3 separate regions of the Mus musculus genome follow, and all the other regions are linked to region 2. The links are chromatin contacts, called in public Hi-C maps. All regions are on one chromosome and are shown on one strand. Each heading gives the region's core, a stretch centred on a gene start, on an enhancer-like site or on the middle of the called end of the contact. The rest is flanking DNA. Distances are from core to core; before and after follow the strand shown. Region 1 overlaps Rad51b (RAD51 paralog B). Region 2 overlaps Rad51b (RAD51 paralog B). Region 3 overlaps Rad51b (RAD51 paralog B).

Evidence for each region. Hi-C and Micro-C count contacts between places; a contact is called where the count stands out from the background.
Region 1: a contact with region 2 is called in a Hi-C map of liver, with 2.4 times the contacts expected there. The contact joins two enhancer-like sites. A contact is called at or near these places in 2 of 15 datasets of contacts at CTCF or cohesin (CD8 T cells and large pre-B cells), 16 of 484 Hi-C or Micro-C datasets (3T3-L1-derived adipocytes, the C10 cell line, DN3 thymocytes and 10 more) and 4 of 115 datasets of contacts at active chromatin or transcription factors (CD8 T cells, a beta-TC-6 cell line, fibro-adipogenic progenitors and 1 more).
Region 3: a contact with region 2 is called in a Hi-C map of uterus, with 5 times the contacts expected there. The contact joins two enhancer-like sites. A contact is called at or near these places in 1 of 39 promoter capture datasets (the 3T3-L1 cell line), 4 of 15 datasets of contacts at CTCF or cohesin (the NIH/3T3 cell line, large pre-B cells and pro-B cells), 42 of 484 Hi-C or Micro-C datasets (the 3T3-L1 cell line, the AML12 cell line, the C2C12 cell line and 22 more) and 8 of 115 datasets of contacts at active chromatin or transcription factors (the NIH/3T3 cell line, differentiating embryonic stem cells, embryonic fibroblasts and 5 more).

What each region holds. Positions count from the first base shown.
Region 1 is chr12:79,558,074-79,562,381 of GRCm38.p6, forward strand. The region is part of intron 7 of Rad51b (RAD51 paralog B); the gene reads left to right. Among named protein-coding and RNA genes, the nearest start is that of Gm36048, 240 kb to the right of the region's middle. Within about 2 kb of position 1,523, at least 49 of the 459 cell types and tissues checked have an H3K27ac peak or open chromatin away from gene starts, as enhancers often do. A contact at or near this core is called in liver, where this site is marked.
Region 2 is chr12:79,354,721-79,359,423 of GRCm38.p6, forward strand. All of the region lies in intron 7 of Rad51b (RAD51 paralog B), which reads left to right. Among named protein-coding and RNA genes, the nearest start is that of Rad51b, 60 kb to the left of the region's middle. Within about 2 kb of position 1,586, at least 34 of the 459 cell types and tissues checked have an H3K27ac peak or open chromatin away from gene starts, as enhancers often do. A contact at or near this core is called in hepatocytes, liver and uterus, where this site is marked.
Region 3 is chr12:79,502,017-79,506,531 of GRCm38.p6, forward strand. All of the region lies in intron 7 of Rad51b (RAD51 paralog B), which reads left to right. Among named protein-coding and RNA genes, the nearest start is that of Rad51b, 210 kb to the left of the region's middle. Within about 2 kb of position 2,040, at least 138 of the 459 cell types and tissues checked have an H3K27ac peak or open chromatin away from gene starts, as enhancers often do. A contact at or near this core is called in hepatocytes, liver and uterus, where this site is marked.

The DNA.
Region 1 (4,308 bases), core at 273-2,772, 200 kb after region 2:
GAAATTGCAACATTACTGACTTCCAGCCATGTGACATAGGATTTCAGACACCCAGTTAAATTTTAAGCCAGACATTTCTCTTCAATTCGGGTCACCTACAGGCCAGACAAGCCAAGGTCATATGTTGAATGAATGTATGAGTTCTGCTGGTTCCCGAAACTCTCCCGTTGTTCATAGCTTGAAATACTATGCCATGGTTAATCATAAGTGTCAGCTGCTGTGTCCTTTTATTTATTAACCTTAACCAGGAGGACCCAGCAAGAATCAGTGCTCACGTGGAGCCTTTCATGGTATCTTTTTGGACACTTCTTCCTCTGTCATTGTCTCTGAAAGTAACATTTTCTGTGCTGTAATTGAGTGACCAATCTGTAAGGCTATGTCTCTCTCCCTGATCTCTGTTTTATAGATATATAGTTTTGTAAGAATTAAAAATAAAAGATTTGTCTTTGATCAAAGAGGCTATAATCAGAAGTTTAGATCGGAACATTTTGTGAATGAATATCAGAGGAGAGCTTTTACTCAGATAACTTAGGGGCAGCTTATATTTTCACATTTATATATTTTCAGCTTCATAACAAAAATCATGTTCAGTTCCTTTTTTTTAGTCACTCAGAATTTTTCTAAACTTTAAGGTTACCTTTTTATTGTTGTTATTATTATTATTACTATTTTGGTTTTGGGTTTTTGAAACAGGGTTTCTTTGTGTAGCCCTAGCTTTCCTGGAACTAGCTTTGTAGACCAGGCTGGCCTTGAACTCACTGTGACCTTCCTGCTTCTGCCTTTCTCATGCTGGGATTACAGGCTTGTGTTCCCACTGCCTGGCTTGGGGTTAACTCTGTTGTGGTTTTCATTCATGTGGGCTTTCACTCAGTAATCTCAGTTCCATCCACACAGGCTCCATTGGGTCACCTGAACATGACGTGCTTCTGCCTGTCTTGCCTGGTTATATAATGCTGTTCCCTCAGCCTTCCGTTCTTCCCTCATCTCCTTCAGGACAGCATTCCTGCGCTTCTTCCATTCTTACATTTCCCTTGGCCTTGCACTTGGGTGTCAGTGCTGTTCTGTGCACTGCTTTATTTGACCTATTCAGGAAGTACTCCATACTACCTTATATTTTAATCTGTTTTTGTTGTTGTTGTTGTTCCAGTTTCCTCAGCAACAAGGGGCATCCATACAGAGGACCAAGGCCATATTTTCTAAGCAGCATCCAAATGGTTTGCTTGGCGCAAAACTGCATATTTCTCTTGTTTCTTCATCAATAGATGAGAAACATTCGTATTTGGTTTCTCAGAAGTGCTCTGAGGAAAAGCTAAGAGACTGACAGTGAACTTGGAATTCTCTTAAAAGTAGTTACTATTTCTTTCAGAAGTATTACCACAAGTGTTCAGTGACGGCTGTATGACACAGCAACCTGACTTTTCTACAATATCTAAAAGTTAAAATGGACAATCAACCACAGTAAAAGGTGATATGCTTACCCTTTGCCTGCAGTCTGTTTAACCAAGCCAAGATGAAGCAAGAGTGCTGGGAAATGAGCTGTTCTGAGTAACGTATTTGTTTAGGCTGCTTCTTAACCTCTGCTTCCTCTCCATGGTATCTACCTTTTTCAATGCTCTTTTTGTGTAGGATGGCATGTTAGCTGTTAGAATAATAGAGATCATACCCACCGCGCCAGCACTAGTCTGTCCCAGTCTGATCACACTCACTTGACTGCTTACCAGCAGGAGCTCAAGGGTAAGTAGCAATGGGGCATTAAACAAACAAGCCAGCTAAGAGGGCTGTCTAGGCCCAAGGACCAGAGTTTCTGGATTTGTTTAAAGAATTAAGCTCATGCATTGCACTTTCTCCCTTTGCAGCACAGATAGAAATCTTTGCTGGGGGAACATTTCAGGATCCCAGCTGTGAGTATAACTTACAATGGAAAATGTTTTTCAGTTTGGAAAGAGGCACTTACACTTCTGTAATGGAAGACAAAGATAACAAGGGAGAAAATATGTTCAGGATTGTCATGGCTTGATGAAGAGAGCAGTCTAATGTTATTGTTAGTCCTTGAAATTAGGGCATCTCTGTTTGCATCTTCCTGTTAGATTGGTTAAGAAGTATACAGTATCCACCGTGTTGAGGACTGTTCAGCATTATGGACATTACAGTAATAGGAGAAGACATGGTTACTGCCCTTGAGGGAGTGAACATTGAATAGGTGACTGATATAGATTAGGATCAGCAACAGAATGATGTAAGTCAGGTGTAATCAAAGAGCCCCAGACAAACTACAGACCAGAAAGTAAGGAATAGATTACCATGGTCTCTGCAGTTACGTCGTAGCTTTAAGTTTCTTGGATATCCTCCACATATCATATCTTTTCTCTTAAGCAAGACTGTATGTGCCCTTTACCAAGGAAAGTGTTTACAATCGCAAACTTATGACTTTGAGTCTCTTGCAAAACTGTAAGAAGCGAGCGAATGGGAGCCAACAGTGTGACAAAGAGGATTGTGGTGCACCAGTGCTTCATAGCAAAGGAGGCACAATGCTTGGTCGTGAGACTGTAATAGAGACGATGCCCTTTTTCAGCTTTGTAAAATGTGACTTTTGGTTATAACTTCAAAGGAAAAAGGACTATTCTAACTTGATTACTTTCCTTAATTTAAAAAATATAGAACACTTCATTTCCCTCTCAGTCTCAGTATGTTTTCATTTTAATTTGCCCCACTTATTAGTTTATTCAGCACATAATTATTTTTGGCAGGCTTATATCCCATGTGCCCTGTGGGTATAAGGTTGGGGTCCTGGACAAAGCTGGAACAACTAAAGGGTAAAGCGAGAGCCTACAATTTTAACTTGTTAAGATTGTGTGTGTGTGCGTGTGTGTGTGTGTGTGTGTGTGTGTGTGTGTGTGTGTATGTGTGTGTGTTTTCTGTAGTTAATTTTGAAGAAACCTCTAATTTTAGCTAGAGTTACCGTGTCCTCATCATTACTGGTTTGTTCCTTTGCCCACTCATTCATTTTTCAAATTAATGATTGATGGAAATCTAGCCATGCATGAGTCATCAGAGGGATCCCTTCTCATTCAGCTCTGATGAAATCATCAGGTTTCTTCACATGCCTCCCTCCAGGATGTGCTGACTCTATTTTCAACACCTTCTAACTGGCCTCCCAATTCCTGCTTATTTGCTTCCCTCTTAGAGTAAGTTTCAAACCTGGTCACTGTGAGCCACGATAAAAACTGCGTTTGGATGTGCACTGCTGCTGATCATGAGTTACCGTATACTTATAAGACTAAGACAAAGCATTCTCAAAATCATAGATGCCTTTGCTCTGTATAATTCATTGTGGTATTGTTTTGGATTCTTTCTTTCTTTCTTTCTTTCTTTCTTTCTTTCTTTCTTTCTTTCTTTCTTTCTTTCTTTCTCATGCTTGGCATGGTCATCCAAGTTCATTTCATGAACCACTATGGCTTGGAGTGTAGTGTTTGGTCCTTTTCTTTCTTTTTTATTTTTTAATGATATATTTTCTTTATTTACATTTCAAATGCTATCCTGAAAGTTCCCTATACCCTCCCCCTGCCCTGCTCCCCTACCCACCCACTACCACTTCTTGGCCCTAACGTTCCCCTGTACTGGGGCATATAAAGTTTGCAATACCAAGGGGCCGCTCTTCCCAATGATGGCCGACTAGGCCATCTTCTGCTACATATGCAGCTAGAGACACAAGCTCTGGGGTACTGGTTAGTTCATATTGTTGTTCCACCTATAGGGTTGCAGACCCCTTCAGCTCCTTGAGTGTTATTCGACGCGTTCTCACGACCGGCCAGGAAGAACACAACAACCAGAATCTTCTACGGCAAAGCTTTATTGCTTACATCTTATGGGGCCAGAGTGTAAGAAGCAAGAGAGAGAGAAAACGAAACCCCTTTCCTCTTTAAAGAGAACAACAATTGCCTAGGACGCATCACTCCCTGATTGGCTGCAGCCCATGGCCGAGCTGACGTTCACGGGAAAAACAGAGTACAAGTAGTCGTAAATACCCTTGGCTCATGCGCAGATTATTTGTTTACCAACTTAGAACACAGGATGTCAGCGCCATCTTGTGACGGCGAATGTGGGGGCGGCTTCCCACAGTTCCCCCTTTTCTATTAATAAGAGCAAATAGGCCACCCATATTAATGAGAGTGGAGATAGAGGTCAAATCCCCAGTGTGTAGGTAAAGGAGCCATGTACAGGATTAGCTCTTAGGCTCACAGGCTTTTACCCAGAGCAACCCTGACCTGCTCCCGTGTCGTTTTGCCTGGGGGAAGGGAACTAGGACAC
Region 2 (4,703 bases), core at 336-2,835:
AATTCATGTTTCCATCTTCCAGTGTGGTCATGTGCTTGCCCAAGCCTGGCTTGTGAACCGTGGAGGATATTCGTGGGGTTTTGTTTTTTAAGCCATACACTGTGCACATGATGCAGTATTTAATTTGGAACGAGCTCCAAGTTGAGTCACACGTGCTTCTTGTGGTGTTTATCTTGGAGTCCACATGTAGGAGGAAAGTATTTTTGCATTTTATACATCTGGACACTGTTCATGGTCTTTCTGTGACTTGGGAATTGTGTGTGGGGCAAAATCCAAGGAATAGTATTAAAATAACACGGAGTTATAATGAGGTCCGAGTGCAGCCCCTCAGGAGTACCCTTCTGATCCCCGCAGAGTTTGACTTTGGACGTGGTGAACTTTTTCAGCTGTGTGGTTCACTGGTGGCCTGAGTAGATTGGTGGACTATAAATTACCCGACACCCTCCCATGCAGTCCGTGTGCTGCTAGACATGAAGTCTAAACGTCTTTGGCAAATTTGGTTCTTTAAGGGGAGTGTTTTGACTTGATTTTGTATGGGGCAAGATAGGCAAACTGAGTTCTGCTCACGGCTGCCCTGCCTGCTAATCCACTGCACCTTATGAGACTTTTTAGGGTCTCTCATTGATCTTCTGCTCCTCCCTCAGTTCATGCATCCAGAACTACAGTGACCCCGAGACCATCTCAGGCTGTGTGTGAGGGTTGAGGGCGATGGAGGTGATGGTGGTGTCCGTCGTGTCTGCTGACTTTATCCTTTTTATGATCTCACACAGGAGGTTGTCATTTAAAACAGGGTAAATGTGATGTGGTTGCTCCAGTGCCAGGTTTTGGGTAGGGGTCTGCTAGAATAGGGCAGGTGAGAAGAGCGTATAGAATGTTGCTGCTCTGAGTGAGATTGCATACGGACAGTGGATAGGGTTGCTTCTTTGTCCCTCAGCCTGGTTTCCTTTAGTATCTGCATGAATTCTGTAATGCAGATGCAAGCTGGGAAGGCAGAGTAAAGCTTCAAATGGACTGGCCCTTGAATGAAAGAGGGCAATGTGTTGTCCATCATTTGGGTGGAAAGCTGTTTGGATCTTTACTTTCTATATAAGGGCTGTTTGCTTTTCCCTTCTTTCAATGTATTAAAGAGAAGAAAAATCTAATAAAGTAATTGGACCTACTGGTTATAATTCATACAGAATTTTCAAGTGTGTTTAATAGTGGTCTCTCATACAACTTTAAAGAAATGAATAATTGGAGAGGAAGGGTCACAGTTGTGTTGTAGTTTGGGACCCAGCAGAGTCCGAGGAGGTTTGAGTGATTGGGTGAACTGCTCATCTGGGAGCTGTTTCTTTTGGCTGCCTTTTGTGCCTCTCCTTGGGGACAGCCCTCCTTTACTCTTATAATGTATTTTGCAACTTTCAGTGAGAAAATAGCCATCAAAAATGAACCGTTAGTAAATAAACACATTCTGGTTCTATGATGGGAATCACTAAGTAGTGGCTGGCTTAGTTTGAAGAGAAAAGTTCATGGTAGTAACTCCGAGAGGTGACACCAGGATCATGCTTGTTTGGCGTGTTAATGAGTCCAAGAGGAAATGGTGAAATCTGCTGATGACACCAAATTGTTTTGCTTGATCTTAACATGGGGTTTCTGGGAAGCTGCTTTGTAGTATTAGAAATAGTGGAAGGATTGGGCAATTTGGGGCAGACATGCTGAACTTGAAGTGACGGTTTATGTGAAGTAGTCAGAGTACACCAGTAAAGTTACAGAGCCTTGTCCTCTTGAGGAAACTGCTCTCTCCAGAATGTGAAGACTGGGACAAAGAACATTCTGTTTAGAAGCAACAGTGATGCAAAAATATGGCACCTGAGTATCCTTTTGAAGGTCAGCCGTAATATATATGAGTGGGTGTTATTTCCCTTCAAAACAACCATGGGATATTATATACTCACTTTATGTATGTTTGCTTTTTTTTGATGGGCAGGTCTAGCCCTTCATATAGCCTTTTAAGTATTTTCTGTGGTTTGTGGATTATTTTTGATTTTCGAATAGTCTGTCATTTAGAATCTGAGTAATAGACTTAAAATGTAAATGAGATGTGAAGTAGTACAGGGAATCGTTTGCCTCCAGGGCTGATTCTCAAGGAAACTACCATGAGATATCGAAAGGATGTTTGTGTAATAGTAGTAGAATAAGTTCTTCACTGATACAGCTCACAAATGTGACTCATCTATCTATGTACATTACAGAGGCATGTTAACATATCCATCCCGTTATAGGCTACTTATTCATGGGATTGAAACCATTGCATTATACATGTCAAGAGCACATTACCAATGAGCCCCAGCCCCAGGTCCACACACCACACCTCTTCCACAATCTCCTTTTCCATCTTCAAGCATTATTAGAAAAAGCCGGATGTTGTACACTACTTAGAGAGTCCCTTAGTACACTGGTGCCTAGAAACTACAAAGATTCTGGGAGTTGAAAACGTAAGAGAGACACTGTCACAGGCACTGAGGGCTGGCAGGCTGTAGGTATCCTTGCATTAGGAAAGGATTTGTGTGGTCGTAAACAACTCACACGAAACACACAAACAGGAGTCAAGGGGGCTGGAGAGGGGAGGAGAGTCATGGAACCTTTGTTTTAACTAAGCAAGGAGAAGATGGGGCTGGCTTCTTGGGCTCCCTCACCTCCGAGAGTTGGAATCCCTGGAGTGATTTTGGAAAACCACTGTAGAGAGTCAGGTGTTTAGAGGGCCAGAAAAGGACTTGTATACAGAACAGGAAGACTTCATTCCTTCCGTACTCTTCTGAGATTATTACAAAACAATTTAAAGTTTTGCATTTACCAATTGTATACTTTCTTTCAAAAGTCATAATAAGAGTCCTTCAAATGTTTTAATTTTGTGACACCTTTGTATTTTCACAGTTCTCTAAGTTTAAACACTTCAAATTGAAAAATCAGGAGAAGCTTTACCCAAAAGTAGAGGAATTCTTTTGTGAGTAATATTCTGACTGAATAGCCCAAGCCACCGCCCACCCCACACACCCCAATCTCCATGGATCTAAATGCAAGGCCTCAGACTGGTTCCGCCAGGTTCATTGGAGGCCACTTGTTAAAAACAAAGATTTCATATTGTAGGGCTGGTGATGTAGCTCAGTGATAGAGCTCTTGCCTAGCGTGCACTAGGTCAATGTTTGATCTCAGTATTGCAAAACCCGAAAGAAACAAAGAGACAAAACGACTTCTTGATTCTGACACACTGAATTAGAACCTTCAGGGTAGGGCCTAGGTATTTTAGTACATTCTCAGCACAAGAGAATAGTTTCTAAAAGTAGATGTAGACTATACTCCGACTCCTGACAAGGACACTGGAAAGGTGGAATGGTGCTAGAATGTGGGAAATGAATAAATAGCATCGTGTAGAGCTTGTTCTCTGAAGTTCTGGAGACCAGAGTGTGATTAGTGGGAATCCACTGACAGTAACACAAATATTGTGTGTAAAAATTTACTCTGAGTGTCTGGTCATTCACTAGCTCTGTGACTTGAACAAAATATTTAATAATTCCTCAGTAGCTTATTTTCTTTTTCTCTAATATAGAGATTTTTTGGATTTGATTCCTCAGCACTGCAAAGGCAAATCAATAACAATAGCAGCAGCAGCAGCAGCAACAACAAAGATCATTATTGCTGTTCCTTTAGCATACAAAGGAGCTATCTGGTCTCTACTGTGAATTTTTTTTTTTAATGGTCAGTTCTATTTAGTAAGGAGGGGGAAAGAAAAGCCTAAGAATATTATATAAATGTATATGCTGGGGGAAGAAGGGCTTCTTTCATTTCTTTGGAAGGAGATTTTCTTTTCTTTCTTGGATATTTTCTTTACTTACATTTCAAATGTTATCCCCTTTCCCGGTTCCCCTCCCCTCCCCCGCCCCCGGAAACCCCTTATCCCATCCTACCCCACCCCCCACCCCACTTCTATGAGGGTGTTCCTCCACCCGCCCACCCACCCACTCCCACCTCCCCACCTTCAGTTTCTCTACACTGGGGCATCTATCGAGCCTTCATAGGACCAAGGACCTCTCCTCCTATTGATGCATGACAAGGCCATCCTCTGCAACGTGTGCAGCTGGAGCCATGTGTACTCCTTGGTTGATGGCTTAGTCCCTGGGAGCTCTGGGGAAACTGGTTGGTTGATATTGTTGTTCTGGAAGAAGATTTTCAAGTGACAGTCTCAGTTTTCATTTCTGCAGTGCTCGCTGGTCAAAAGAGCTGTGATAGAGCAGACACAGTAGATGGCGCTGTAGGCTTATTTTTAAAAGAAGCTAGTGTAGGGGTAGGGGTGGAAGGAGAGATTAACGTGCATTGTGATAAGCCCCGCCCCTAGGACTTTGTATCCATGTAAGTGCCTTTAAGAAGTAAATTTTGGGGGGTAGAGCTAGAGTATAACTTCAGTAAAAATCAATGTCTTAGCTGCTCTATTTGTGTGAGTTTTGTCACTTGGAAATTATTACTTGTGCTTCAAGCTATAAAATGTAAAGGAGTTATTTTCTTTTAAGACATTTTCTTATGTATGAGGGTTCCCCCCTAATTGTCTTTGTATTTTAATATTTCCATTTCTTCCTAGTTTTTTCTGGCCCTTTTTTGTTATCTAATAAAAATATGGTTATGAAGTTAAATTGAATGACATCAATTATAATGTAGTCACATTTTTAAAT
Region 3 (4,515 bases), core at 790-3,289, 150 kb after region 2:
AAATGCTGATAGATTAGGATGAGTCAGCAGAGCTGAGTAATGGGCGTTTTGCTGAGGAGCCCTGCTGCTGAGTGTGCTTTTCTCACTTAGGGAGCTGCTTTGTTTGTAGGCTATACATTGTCCTGCCCCAGGCTGGCCACTCCAAAGCTGGGAAAGGTCATGGATAGCATCTGTATGCATCCATCCAATCAATATGTACAGGCCCTTTGTTGTGAGCTAGGTGTTGTTGTAGGTGTTGAAAATACAGTAAAGAGGAAAAGTTGTCTGTTTTGTGGCCCTTGGAACTGTTACAAGCAAATGAGCAATGCAGTTTCAAATTATGACGAGTATTTAGAAGCAAGTACAGACAGTGAGGCGGAGTGAAGGAGGTAAACCTTAACAGTTGTCTAGATCCAGGACTTTTCCTGGAAGAACTCAGGTGGTTTGGGCTTTCTCTCCAGGAAGAAGACTTTTGGTCTTATTTACTTTTACATCAGAAAATAAAAGGGCTCAAGCATTTGATATAATCCAAAAGGAAGAAAAGTCAGATGTGTTCGCAAGAAGACACTGATTTTTGTCTTCTATGCAAAGCTCAGTCTTGCCTGCCATGTTCTGGTGAACTCTGTGTGGCCCTGCACAGAGCAAAGTTTATTTCTTGTTTGTGTTCCCATATATCTTTTGCTTTGTCTGGAGTACTTTGGCTTTCTATAGTGGGTTTCTGGCCTCCAGCTTTCTCATCATAAAGTAGGATTATCATCATAATATTTATGAATCATACGGCTCTGGAAAGATCTGTCCTTAATCAAAATAATTATTAAATGTCTCATAAACTTGTAGGCCAAAGAAAACATTTAACTTTTTTATTAAATTTGTGCAAATCATTCAGTGAGTTCAGGTTTTCATTCTCGCCCCCCCCTCCCCCAATTTTAAAATAAAGTAGTCGTAGGCTTGTCAAGAATGGTAAGAACTGGATCCTGACAGGAATGGTAGAAACAGAAACAAGCACAGCCTTTCTGGAGAGCCAGTTGGCAGGACAACAGACAGTTCTCTAAAATATGCAGATTTACATCTTCGCCCCCAAATATAAAACTGAATCAGCGTTCAAAGGCATGTGTTCAGAGACATTCATCATCATGTTGCTCATGATGATAACAGGCGGCTCACAGCTCAGTCGTTTAATATAGGGACAGTTCAGTTATATGTTCATTGTCAAACTGTGTGTAGCTATTAATGTAATGATGGCATTAATAGGAATTAATGGCTTTGGAAAGAAGTTCAGAGTGTTCTAGCATTTATAGTGTCCCATGCTGCTTCTCTTTGAGCATCGGCGGTCAAGAGCGGTAATTGTGATCACTTGTACTAACCTTGACATTCGTAGCATGTTACTGTTGAGTGCTGAAGTGTCCTGGGTAGTATGCTGAGCTCCGCTCAAACATTATCTCAGTGAACTTTCAGCCTAGCCCTACTAGCAGGCACAACTTGGATTATTATTTTGTAGATGAGAAAGCCCACTCTTAGAGGAACATAACTATGTAAGGCCTTATACTGAATGATAACAGGGGCAGCATTCATACCCAAACATTTATCTCTAGAATCGATATTCTCAAAGTTTACAGAGAAGCACTCCAGCGTCTTTATATCCTAGTAGAATGTCATGAGAGGCATGTTGTGGAAAACTCTTTCATATGCTTTCCTGTAACTGTACCTTTATCTGTGAGTACTTGGTTCCCATAAGTGGCAGGGAAGAGGTGGGTTAATATTTAATAAAAACACAGGTCAGCAAATAATAGCTCATGGGCCAAAGCCAGTCTGATGGTGGACTTTGTAAGTCCTGTTTTATCTCAGCAGCACTGTGCTTCATTATTATATATTGTCACTTGCTGTCTCTGTGCCTTATTGACAGGAATGACTAGTTTCAATAAAGATTGTGTGGTATAGAGGCTAAAATTAATAGTATCAGGTTCTTTACAGAAAAAAAATTGCCCATGCCTGCTGTAATACACTAGAAGTCTGGAAGGATATTGATCCTGTCTCAGTGATTGCTTTTCTGTTTAGAGTTCATGTTCTTCAGTAGGTACAGGCCACCAGTGTCCAGGTAGTTGGTGAGGGTTTACTGAGAACATGAACCAATAGCTTATTTCAGGACTTCTGAGCCCCTCTGTGCGTGGCTGGCTGGCATTCCCTAACTGGGCCATCTGTGTTGCCCTGACACTCAGACTGTTGCTGCTTCTCTGAGATGGAATGTGTATTCACAAATGAGGGCTCCATTAGTCATGGTGAATTTCCTGGGCCCTGGAGACATGGCCATGACATCACCAAGAGCCAATCAGAAAGGGGCCTCTATAGTCCAGCCTTCAATCCTCTTTGGAAGACTATAGACTAAGTGTTCTGTTCCTAGCCCTCAGGGTGTGATTTGAAACTGCCTTCCTCATCCAGCCATATTCTGGGCACAAAAGTCTAGCTTCTAGACCCAAGAGGCAAGGGCAAGCTTGATAATCTGCAGAGCTGGAGGCAGATTGCTGTTGAACATTTTTTTCCATGGCTTGGGTTTTTTCTTCCCAGAGTTTTCCACTCCAAATGACGTTGTTGCTTTCTGTGGCAAAGGATGGGTGGTGAAGGATGAAATCTGCATTAGATAAAAGATGGCTGGCAGTTAACATTTCTGGATAAGTATAGGTTGGTAGCATGACAAAAATCAGAAGTGTAGTTTGCTGGTTTGTTACATTGCTTCTCTGTATACTTTAACAGCTTTTAACAGCAACTGCTTTTAGCAAAATTAGTGTGTCTTAAAAACAGGCTCATTACCCACAGATCTTAGGATCTTCCTAATGAGGGTTAGCACCTCATTAAATCTTTTATCATCAAGAAGAAAAGACCCACTACCCCCCACTTCTCTTTTGGGGGGGGATTTAAATATTTTAGACTTACAAGCCTCTTTCTTCTCTTCCTTTTCTTTCATTCTTTTTCTTCTCTCTTCCTGTTCCCATCCCAATTTACGAGAATCATTTGTAGAATTCAGTTTTAGAGGTAACTTTCCTAATCTGTGTTCAAAAGCATCTGTTCAAATATGTATTTCTAATTGGCTCTGTCTCTTGTTACTAAACTATAATAGTTAAAACACCTTTAAATTTTATTCAAGGCTCACACTTGTAATCCTAGCACTTCAAGCGGTGAGGCAGGAGAATCTCAAAGTCAAGGTCAGCCTGAGCAAGAACTTGTCTCAAAAAAAAAAATCCATTGATCCTGGAAATTGAGACTTAGAACCTAAGCCAGGTGTGGTGCCTGTAATACTCAAGAGCCTTAAGTAGTCCAGAGAAGTAACAAAGGTCCAGTGGCAGCCTGAGCTGTAGCGGGAGATCTTGCCTTTAAACCAAACCAAACCAAACACAACCAATCCCCAAAACAACCCTAGGAAACAAAACCAGAAAAAAAAATCTTGAAGTGGACTCATGCAAATAGAGTTTTATAGCTTAATGCAGTTTATGAACCCCAAAATTGTACCTTCTCCCTTCATAAGGAATATATCTAATACCTTTTCATATTTTTCATAAAAATCAAAGAGAAATTGGCAGAGTAGCCTTCATTATTAGTTTACCTACATTTACTAAACATTGCCTCTGTTGTGTTAAATTTTTCCCTTGTTCCTGCATGATGACTATAGTAATAATTATATAATTTAGAGGAGTTTTATTTTTGAAGCATCTTGAAAACACAGGCATTTATCCTTATTTTTTGAAACTATACATACTAGTAACTAAGAGATGCATCCTCTAGAATCATGTAATATACTACAAAAGAGGCACTTAAAAAAATGCACTGTAGAGTTCTTCTCTTAAAAATCTCTATGTCCAGGCCTAGAGAGATGGCTCAATGGCTTAGTGCACTGGCTGCTCTTCTAGAGTATCAGTGTTTGATTTCCAGAACCACATGGTGGCTCACAACCAACTGTAACTCCAGGTCCAGGGCATCTGACACTTCCTTCTAGCCTATATGGGCTTCAGGTAGTCACGTGGCACATATACATACACACAGGCAAAATGCTCTTACATATAAATTAAAAATTAGAAATCAAAAACCTATAAAGCATGACTCATTAAATTTTCAAGTGCCTGAAATATATTCTGATTTTAGTTTTTAGGTGAGGAAACTGAAGTACAGAAAGCTTGAACCTTCTATGAGATGTCATTCGCAGAAGTATATTCTGAAATGAAAAACCTCATTGTTTCATCAAAGCCCTTAAGAGAACAGCCCTTTGTGTAATTCCCTGCTTCTATTCCTGTTTTCTGTTGATACCTTAAAGCTTTGCCTATGAACAAAATGCTCATTTTCATATTCTTCTGATTGGGACAAACCATCAGGTTAATGTAGCTTAGGCAGAGCTGGGGCAAGTCTGATGTACAGTGGCTGTTCTGTGTGGTGGCCGTGCTCTGTGTGGTGGCCATGCTCTGTGAGCTCTCCCACGGCCTTATTCCTAACAGGCTTTACAGTCTCCTCACCCACCCACCAGTTCTCCCACCTGAACTAATATTTGGCACC